2 separate regions of the Anas platyrhynchos genome follow, and region 1 is linked to region 2. The links are chromatin contacts, called in public Hi-C maps. All regions are on one chromosome and are shown on one strand. Each heading gives the region's core, a stretch centred on a gene start, on an enhancer-like site or on the middle of the called end of the contact. The rest is flanking DNA. Distances are from core to core; before and after follow the strand shown.

Region 1 (4,490 bases), core at 1,282-3,781, 120 kb after region 2:
TAGATTCATATACAAGCAAACTCTAAACACCACAAATCACACTTGCATTCAAAACTACAATAAATTGAAGTTAGTGCTCTAGTTTGCAATGCTGATTTTTTTTAAAAGATTATACCATTTACTATATCATTCTAGCATTTATTAAAAGCATTTCTTTAACTGAACCTCAGAAACCAGTATAAAGTTAGATCCTGAATTCTCACTTGATAAAAATGCATTTGGCAAACACTGCCTTCATATAGAGTAATAAAGGGAAAAAAATAAATAAAGATAGCACAATTGCCTCCTGACTTTAGGTAGTTTCGATATAACCAAATTCTCATATATACATACACAATGATCTCTAGCTCACCCCATTTGGGGGAATTTATATCAGCCAAGAAACTTCAGCAGTCCTCTGTGGAACTAACTGTGAACAATACACCTGTATGTGCAGAGCTCTATGTGCAAACTACTAAGCTGCCCTAAAAGCAGATGCTCAAAGGTTTACTGCTGAGACATATAAACTAGTTTTGTACAGACAGCTCACGTCTGGCATGTTCACTAGCTTGGCCCTTATATGCAAATGCAGTTATACTCTTAGATCCGAGCTGGCTCTGGAAACAGCAGATGCAACAGTCACATGGAGCTGCACCTGAGAAAAGGAAGTATACTAAAAACATGCTGGCTCCACATGGAGCTTGCTTCAAATCTCTTCTTATCCCTGGAACAATTTACGAATAAAATTTTGAAGCCTGTCCACATGATGGAAGGTTGACAGTTCTCTTTAAAGGTAATTTTATAAGCCTAACAAAAATCTAGAAAATTCTTAAAGAAACATGAAGATTTTACTTGTACAAAACTAACATTATCTAAACATAAGGAAAACAGGTCTTTCCACTCTGATCTGCAAAGTACTTGCTACACTTTGAATCTTATTGTGATGAAAATATTAATTAGAACAGTTCAGATTATATGCCAAATACCTGTAGCCACGTGTCAATCTCAGCTATGCAATGAGATGGAAAAATCTGGAACTATATTTGGATGCTATCGCTTCTGACAGATCCATAACATCTTCTAATTAATAGAGAGCTCCAGCTACTTTTCTTTAAGACTGGTCTGAAAACATGGTTTCTATTTGGTTTTGAATCTCACTGATAAGAAACCCTCGAGGGCAAAGACTGCATACTCTGTGTTGGAAAAGTACAGAGGACATTTTGAGTGTCCAGTGGTCTGTCTGCAAGTCTTACCTTTTTGGGCTTCTTCAAATCTATCGTTCTCTGCTAGCCACTGAGCATAAGGGACATAGACATCATCTTTGAATTCAGGATGCTTTTCACTCAAAGCAAATGCCTGAGGTACATAATAAATTCATTTTTAGCATACTGCGCGATTTAAACAGTTAAAAGGTTTAGCATACTCCACGGGATCAATCTTTTATTTCCGAGTAAATTCACAATGAAAATACATACACATAATACAGATTATATCCATCTTTTCTCCAGTATGAAACTAATGTATTTTAAAATAAAAAGCAATCACCAACAAAAGAAAAGCTAAGCATAGCAGCAGTCTGGATTATGAGTTAGGGAAACGTGAAAGTGTATCTAGGAAATTTAGTAAATTTCACAGCAGGAAACATGAAATGTTTTCATTTTTTTACTGAATGTATCTTCTAAAGAGACTGAAGCAACACTGTAAACAGGGTTTGCTTCCTAAACTCACTAACTGGTCAACAGAAGAATAAACATACAATTTTCAAAAGCACCTATATAATTTACAGGGGGGGGTAAGTGTCAGTTCTAGTGGCACTTCGAAAACCCTGAAGTTACACCTATCAAAATCTCAATTTGAAGAAATATGAACAGGTAACCCCAGCTTTGAAGTATGCGATACTGGCAGACTCATGCTTCCATGGAAAAACCCACTGAAGACAGCAAAACTTTACCTAATCATAAGCATAAATCTAGCTTATAAAGTGGGGTTCACACAGCATACATTCATCAGATCTACATCATACATATGCTATTCTCACTCACACATGTCCAAGTTATAAAAATAATGCAGCTCAAAACAGAATTTCCCTGATATTTCCCCTGATATATTTTATATTTATTCTAATGGGCTAGAAGCATCTTAAGGATTTGCATAGGAAATGGGCAACTATACCTCAACACGCAAAAAAGGTGTTCAGAAATGAGACCAAGAAATGTTCAGCTAGGACACTTAAGAAAACAAAAAAACACACTACACCAAAAAAAACACCAAAATCACCCATACACAAAATCAAAGAAAGAGCAATGAGCATACAAAATTAACCTGAGTACTCAGAATCACATTCTGTGGAAGCCTTCACCCTCCCTGCTTCCCCCTTCCCTCCAGTGGTGGAGGAACCAGACATTTATCTCCCTCCTTCAACCAGAGATAACAAGTAGCAGCAATTTTGAACAAAGGAACCAAAAGCATGCTTACTTCTTCCCAGCGAAGAGTCTCCACGTAGAGATGGACCAATGCTTTCAGGTCACCGACCTTCATGTATGTTTCTGCTGCATAGCCAGGGTTATCAAGTTTCTTAAAATAGAAGGCACATTTTAACAAAGGCTCACGCTCAGCTTTATCCAGTTTCCGAGCAACTTCTATTAACCTAGACACCATAAAAAGATGACAAACATTCCAGGTTCAGCTGCTATTTAACTATTGTAAGAACTTCACTGTTAATCGGCTATTATTTAATACTGTAACAGTAGTATCACGTGACCCACTGTTTGAACACTTACTGAAAGCTGTTTAAAACTCTTTTTATCTTTTACAAGCTCAAAACCTGTTCCTACAATCCTTACTAATGCACACAATTCCGTATCACAACAAACTGTCCTCAGAGGGTTTGCTCAGTCATGGACAGAGGGAAGCAGTAGGTCCTCCATCACTAAGTCACATGGGACACGATTCCTTAACTCTGACCTAAAAAAACCCAAACTCATGAATAAACATTACTCCATTTGCCACAAGGGAAACTGAGTCAAGGGAATGCGGAGTCACTTGTCCAAGTTTTTATGTTAACTCAGCAGAAGACCCGAAGTATGAATTACTGTGAATCAAGAAGTATTTGACCAGCAGAAGAGTTGCCCAAGAATTTATGTCTAGCAATTCCGTGCTCCAGTTCTCAGTTGCAACAGTTTAAAACATAAACAGGCTACCAAATACAGTCACTGCTGTGACAATTACTCTGAAATGTTTAAGGCATGCATATTTTAGAAGACAGCCCCATAATACTGAGGAACCCAATTTATTACTGTAACACAGTTATTTTCATAGCATAATGCCCCTATGCTCTTAACATTTAATGCAACTTTTGAAACATATTAAATTGTAGATGTGCTTCAAATACAGCTTATGCACCTTTGTTTATATCATACTGAGTGTATCAAACGGGTTTTGTCCTATTTTAAAGTTATGCAGAATTCACTCAAGTTTCTGTTATACAGTAACTCTGAGATGGAATTAAAACCTACGTATCAACCCAGCCATGGTCCCCGCTGATTTCTATGGCTTTCATGTGCTCGCCTGCAGAAAGGTACATCTCCACTGCTGCTTTGGGCTCATTGATATTCTTGGCCCAATCTGCTTGCTTTTTGATTAGCATCTTTGTGTCTTTGGGATCTCCAGACCTGAGAAAATCCTGAAATAGCACAGTACAAAAAAAGTTGGCATTACTTTCTGGTCACAAACACTGTTACATTCTGAATTCTAAAATACATAAGGGCTTTTTTGATTAATATTGTTATGCCTTCTAAGAAAAAAAACAGTGCATACAGAGCAACAGAAATCGATCCAGCTTTCAGCAACTAATCAAAGGCCAATGTTCAGTAGGAAACAATGGCAAGTCTCCCCTCTACACAGGTAAATTAAAAAACAGATAAATGAAAGTGAGAGATTCTGTGAGGGCTATGAGCAGAATGACAAAGATGCCTCAGAGGTTATCAGTAGCTTTCCAAGGAATCAAGCTGGGAGGTTTCCCCTGTTGAACCTGTTTAAGTAGATATAAACTACTTTTGTAGTTTTGTGTTTTGTCTTTTTTTTTTTCATAGATTTCTGCATGCCATCTAGGAACACAGCTTTCTAAAACAAAATGGTATTAATCTTAAAAGGAGAGAGAGAGAGAGAGAGAGAAATACCAATTTTAAGTTTTTTTTTAAGAAAGTGCTCTTTCATTCTCAAAGATGACTCAACCCTGTGCTTAGGTAACACCAGTACATCCACTTAAATTATACATAAGCATCAGGATGCCCCAAAAATCAATTAAAGACTGAAATCTCATTTTCTGCAAATACCCTTGATAATTGTCCTACCATATATCAAAGAAGTTCTGTAAGGATGGAATGACAGCTGCTCAAGAGAGCTACAACTACTGGCTGGACTTCTGCACAGTAAGGCAAACTGCAAGTCTGGATGCTGCAATGATGACCGTTTTGAAACTATTTTTAATAGTTTGTTCAGCTTCTGCCAAT
Region 2 (4,989 bases), core at 1,519-4,018:
TTTAAATAAAGACCTCAGCTATTAACACTGGCCTAATTTGCATGTTTCCATGGGTGCTAAAGGAGGGGATCAAGAAAAAAGAGGGAGGGTGTAAAAAGTGTGCTGAGCTCTGAGAGCTTCAAATTTGAGCAAGGTCTCCATAAATCCGGTTATCAAACTTCATCCCATGTGCAGCCATACACCACCTGGCCCTGGTGAGAATAAATTGGCTGTTTGGTGTGGAGGAGAAGGAGGAACATCACTGCATTATTTTCATCCCTTTTGTTCCGGTCCCCTGATACTCCCACAGCCTGGGGCAGCCCCTGGACGGGGGTCACTGCTGTTCCCACAGGTATCTGACCAGTCTGTACCATGTGCATGTCACAGGGTTTGTTTGCTCTCCTGACCTGCAGTGCTGTAAGCCTCAGCTGGACGGTGGGCACAATTCGATGAAATGACTTGCCCGAGAGCTGTCTTTGAAGAAGGAGCTGGTCCTGTCTGTAACGCAGATTGCCCCAGCGGAGATGGCCCTGCTGCTGGCTCTCACATCTTCGGCCTTCTTCCTTACTGGGCTTGCAGGATCAGCTCAGTGCTGGGCTGCACATGCAAAGGAGGGTGCATTTCTAGCCACCTGCATTTCTCACGTGGAGCTTGTCATGGAGCAGGTCCTGGCCCCAGCTCAGCTTTGAAGAGGAAAAATTCAGCTGGTAGGACTGCAGTCACTAACCAGCAACCCATTCCCTCTTGTGCTGAGTAAAGGTCAGAGAGCGTTATGGTGTTGGTTGGACCACCACTGTGAGTATAAATATTTTGTCTACCAAGTTTTGCAGACTTTTTCAATTCTTTAGTATTTGTACGAGCTGGGAGTGGGCAGATTTCTCACTGATACAGAGGAAACACTCATTCCTCTTGGTTTTGGTGAGCTGGCCTTGAGAGCAAAGAACCAAGAAGGGAATGGCAAAAACTTTAAGGGAAGGAGATTTTTACGTTTTCACAGAAAGACACAAATGCTGCAAAAGATACAAAAAGATGAAAACGCAAAAACAACTGTTTTCAAGGCAAATTCCAGCAGGTTATGGATGAAGCAAGTGCATGGGCCTGCTTTTGCTAGAACTGACTCAGGATAGGACGTGGGTGTTGCTTGTGAGGTTTAATGTGTCTGCATTCTTTTGAGGGTCACCTGATAGGGGCTGGTTGGGCTGACTGTGGTTGCTGCATGTGGCTCAGGATCAACAAGAGGGCATAAAGACCAAGGGTGGCCTTCTACATCCAAGCCAACAGTTTTAATCCCACCATTTAGAGGATTAGGAGTCATTACTCAGCTTTTGGTTGGTATGTGGGAAGTGGTTTGATAGCTCCACCCAGGTCCCTGGAGACAAACAAGGCTGTAGCAAGGGTACAGCTATGCTGGGTTGCACCATGGAGGTGGAGGAACAGCTGACTTGTCTCACTGGAGTATACACTCCTTCAGGTCAAATGGAAACATGATGTGTTGATTGCCGAAATTTGGGCAAACAAACAGTGCTCTACGACAAGACGTGTCTTCAAGTTGTTCCTTAACAAGCAGAAAGTCCACTTTCTCCTTTAAAGAGTTGGTTAGTGGTTTGTTGGCTTCCATTGAAATCTCCCACACTGACTTCAGAGGTCACCAGAAACGTAAGGAAGTGGGTTCTCTGCTGCCTGAGCTAGTATGCAGTGGAACACCCCTGGTCAAACCAGCTTTCTTGAGGTGTTACGTCCTTAACAAGATTCCCTTTGACCTTAGGAATAAGAGTCCACGTGCTCTGCCTTTCACACCTTGTACCAGGCCTGTGCCAAAGGGGCAAAACAGGTTATGCTGAAGCAGAATAGGAGACGCTGCCTGAGGAGCAAAGCAAGAAGAGGACGGAAAGCTCTGGTGGTTTTCAGCCTCCCTCCCCATCGCAGGTTTCCCTGTAGAGTTACCTGCGTGCAGCTGATGTTCAACTTGCTTTGCTACACACACTAAAGCACTTAACCCTTAAAGGGTTAAATATCAGTATCTGCAGTGACAACTTCAAGGACATCCCTGTCTCCAACTTCATTGTTTAGGGAATTCTGATGCCTAACGCTACCCCTGATGAGGGAGTAGGAGCTCAGTGAAGCAGCTGAGTGCGATGCAGACACCGCAGTGGCTCTCCACATGCTCGCTCAGCACCCCATTGCCAGCAGGTTCGGGCACTGCTGCCGCGCCTGCACCTCCCCTGCGCGTTTCTCCAGCTCCTGGATGTGAATGCAAGCTCCGGGTCAGCACAGCTCCCCTCCAGGCTTGCATTTAAGTGCCATAGCAGCCAGCTGAGCGGGCTGTGGGTGAGATCGGAGGGAGCGAGAGCTCTCTGTTTGCTCAGGGAGGGGGCCGGGCAGCAGGAAGCACGGTCATCCGCCCTCGGGCACACCCTGAGAGCTGAGTGGGCATTTTGGAAACGGACATCCTGCTGCCTGGGGGATCACGAGGCACGGCGGGGCTCATAGGAGGGCACGGCTCGCCATGGAAACGTCTTCAAGGGAACAGCAGCCCCGGGTGCTGCTGGCCGGAGGGGCGGCGCGGTGCGGGGTGCGATGCAGGTGCTCCTGCAGGCCTCCCAGGGGCTGCCGTTACGTTGCTTCCCAGAACGTGCTCTTGACGGACCTTTTTGCTTCTCGCGAATAAGCAGGCAGCGGGCAGGCGGTGACGGGGCCCGGGCGCAGCGCCCCGTGCAGGGACACCGCGGCCGTGCCCCCGGGACGGGCCCGACCCCCGCCCTCTCCCCGGTGCACGGGTGCCCGAGCAGGGGGCGGGTTACGGGGTTACGGACCGCTCTCAGCTCCAGCGCTCCACAAAAGATTTGGCTGCCGCGCCTCGAATTCACGTGAACCCGAGGAACTCCCGGCCGAGAAGCCCCCTCGGGGCCCTCCCGCAGGGCCCCCGCCGCCTCCCCCCAGCCGAGGCCGCCGCGGGTGCCCCGAGCAGCGCCCGGCCCGGCCCGGCCCGCGCCGGTCTCTGGCGCCCCCTGGCGGCGGCGGCGGGGAAGCCGCGGGGCCCGGCCCGGACACGGCGCCGCCTCCCGCCGCTGCCGCGCCCCGGGTGCCCGCGGAGGGACGGAGGCGGCGGGAGGCGGCCCGGCCCCGGCCCGGCACTGAGCGGGCACAGACGCACCGTGTATGCGCTGCGGGGCCGGCTCCTGGTTAACGATAAATAGTGAAAGGCGAGCGAACAGCGACGACACGCGGCGGCTCCCCGCGGGCAGGGCGGAGCCGTGGGCGCGCTGTCAAGGCCCCGGCTCCCGGTGCCGCGGGGGGATCGCGGCGGCAGCGGGGCCGGCAGGGTCCGGCCGCCTCCAGCTGCTCCCTCCAGAAAAACGCCGCGCACCTCGCCCCAGCCTCTGGTCACCGCCAAGCGCTCAGTGCCGATAATTCGGGCACAGGGCGCAGGAGGGGCCCCGCGCCGTGCGGGAACGGGGCCTGCCCCGGGCCGCGGGCTGTGAGCCGGACGGGCTGCCCCGGGCAGGGCGCTGGCAGCACGCGGCCGCCACCGGGCTGCCCCAAAGGTTCCCCCCTCTCCCTGTCGCCAAGAGCAGATCTGGAGACCTGGGCTCCGCTCTCCCAAAAACCCTTCTGACGTGTCCTGGCACATCAGGAGCTCCCAGGAGCTGCCACCGAGCCCCTCGCAGCGTTTCACTAACTCGGGAACTGAGCGCACGGGGGTGTCCCGGCTGCTCTCGGGGTGTCCCAGCCCCCCAGGTGGGGCCCTGCAGGGACAGCCCAGCCCCGCGGCCGCCACCCAGCACGCCTGCGAGCAGAGGCCTTAGGCCGAGACTCGGTGCCTCTGGGCCTGTGGCTCGGGACCGGGGGGGGGTACAGGCACGGCCAGGTGCCCCACTGCTCCTGGGGGTGCTCACAGGGCGGCCCGGAGCCAGCTGGTGTGGCGAGCTGCTGCCCAGGGACAGCCTGCTTTTCCTTCCCACCATGCCGACTGATACGCACAAAATGTGTGAAAAAGAGAGGGAAAGGTGAACTTGCCCAGTCTCCACAATTGGTATGGAAACATAGGCAAGGCACAATTTGTAGGTAGCGATAACAGCTCCTGTAGGGCTCACCTAAACACGTTTTGCACATGGACTTAGCACCCTGGCCCACAGCAGTACTGTAGGTCCCGCTGAGCAGACACGGTTTTGCTCCGGGAGGCTGAGGTCAGGCGCGGGACCCCAGCCAGGGTCTTCACCCTGTGGGCGTGGGCCTTGAGCGGGGAGCAGGGGCAGAGCAGAGCCAAGTGGCTTTCTCTTGCCACACTTCCCATTTCCGCCATTTGTGGCCATCTCTGTAGTCCAAAGCCAGATCACAGCTTTTAAAGGTGCTGTTTTTGCTTCTCCATCAGCACACTCCAGCTCTGACTCACTTCCTTTCCCACTGCTGATCTATCTTTGGCCAGTGCTGAAGGAGGTTCCACTGCGAGCAGCCACAGGCGTGCTTTGGTTTGTCTCCTTCAGCAGGAACATGCTGAGTAACTCTGGGTCACACACACCTGTTCAGGATATACCTGTGCTCCTGCAAGCCCTGGTCCCTGCCCCCCCGGCTGCTTAGGAACAAGCCCACGTGAATCAGTGCTGTGTTTGTTTGTTTCCTTTTTATTGTTGGCTTTCAGCTCATGCGCGCTTCCCTGCAATGTTTGATTTTCGTCTGGAGCATCTGGAAACGTTCAGAATTTGGACAATGCAGGTCATTGTCACAACATGTAGGTCATCCGCCCCTGCCCTTTCAAACTAGGAAGCTCTGGGCAGGGTTGATTTTTTTATTTTTATTTTTATTTTTTAACCAGTGAAGCCTCTAACGTGCTCAGAGCTCTGGCTCAGGATGCATTAATTAATCCTCAGGGCATCCTGCCAAGCAGCCTGGAAAGAGCAGCCCTCCTCCAGCCAGGTAGAGGGAGCCGGAGCCGCGTACACCGGGCCGGCTGCAGCTCCGCGGACCGGGCTCCGGGGTCCTGCGGTGCCGGGCTCCCGACGTGGCTGCTCG

The links. A called contact is a pair of places that touch in the nucleus more often than the background predicts.
Region 1: a contact with region 2 is called in a Hi-C map of liver, with 4 times the contacts expected there. The contact joins two enhancer-like sites. A contact is called at or near these places in 4 of 8 Hi-C or Micro-C datasets (liver, skeletal muscle and subcutaneous adipose tissue).

The regions. Positions count from the first base shown.
Region 1 is chr13:634,255-638,744 of IASCAAS_PekinDuck_T2T, forward strand. It overlaps IFT122 (intraflagellar transport 122), which reads right to left. Exons shown (of 27, transcript XM_038185676.2): 19 at 3,495-3,661; 20 at 2,455-2,626; 21 at 1,233-1,335. Among named protein-coding and RNA genes, the nearest start is that of RHO, 16 kb to the left of the region's middle. Within about 2 kb of position 2,532, at least 1 of the 8 cell types and tissues checked has an H3K27ac peak or open chromatin away from gene starts, as enhancers often do.
Region 2 is chr13:511,498-516,486 of IASCAAS_PekinDuck_T2T, forward strand. TMCC1 (transmembrane and coiled-coil domain family 1) reads left to right here. Exons shown (of 10, transcript XM_072044563.1): 10 at 1-25. Among named protein-coding and RNA genes, the nearest start is that of PLXND1, 17 kb to the right of the region's middle. Within about 2 kb of position 2,769, at least 6 of the 8 cell types and tissues checked have an H3K27ac peak or open chromatin away from gene starts, as enhancers often do.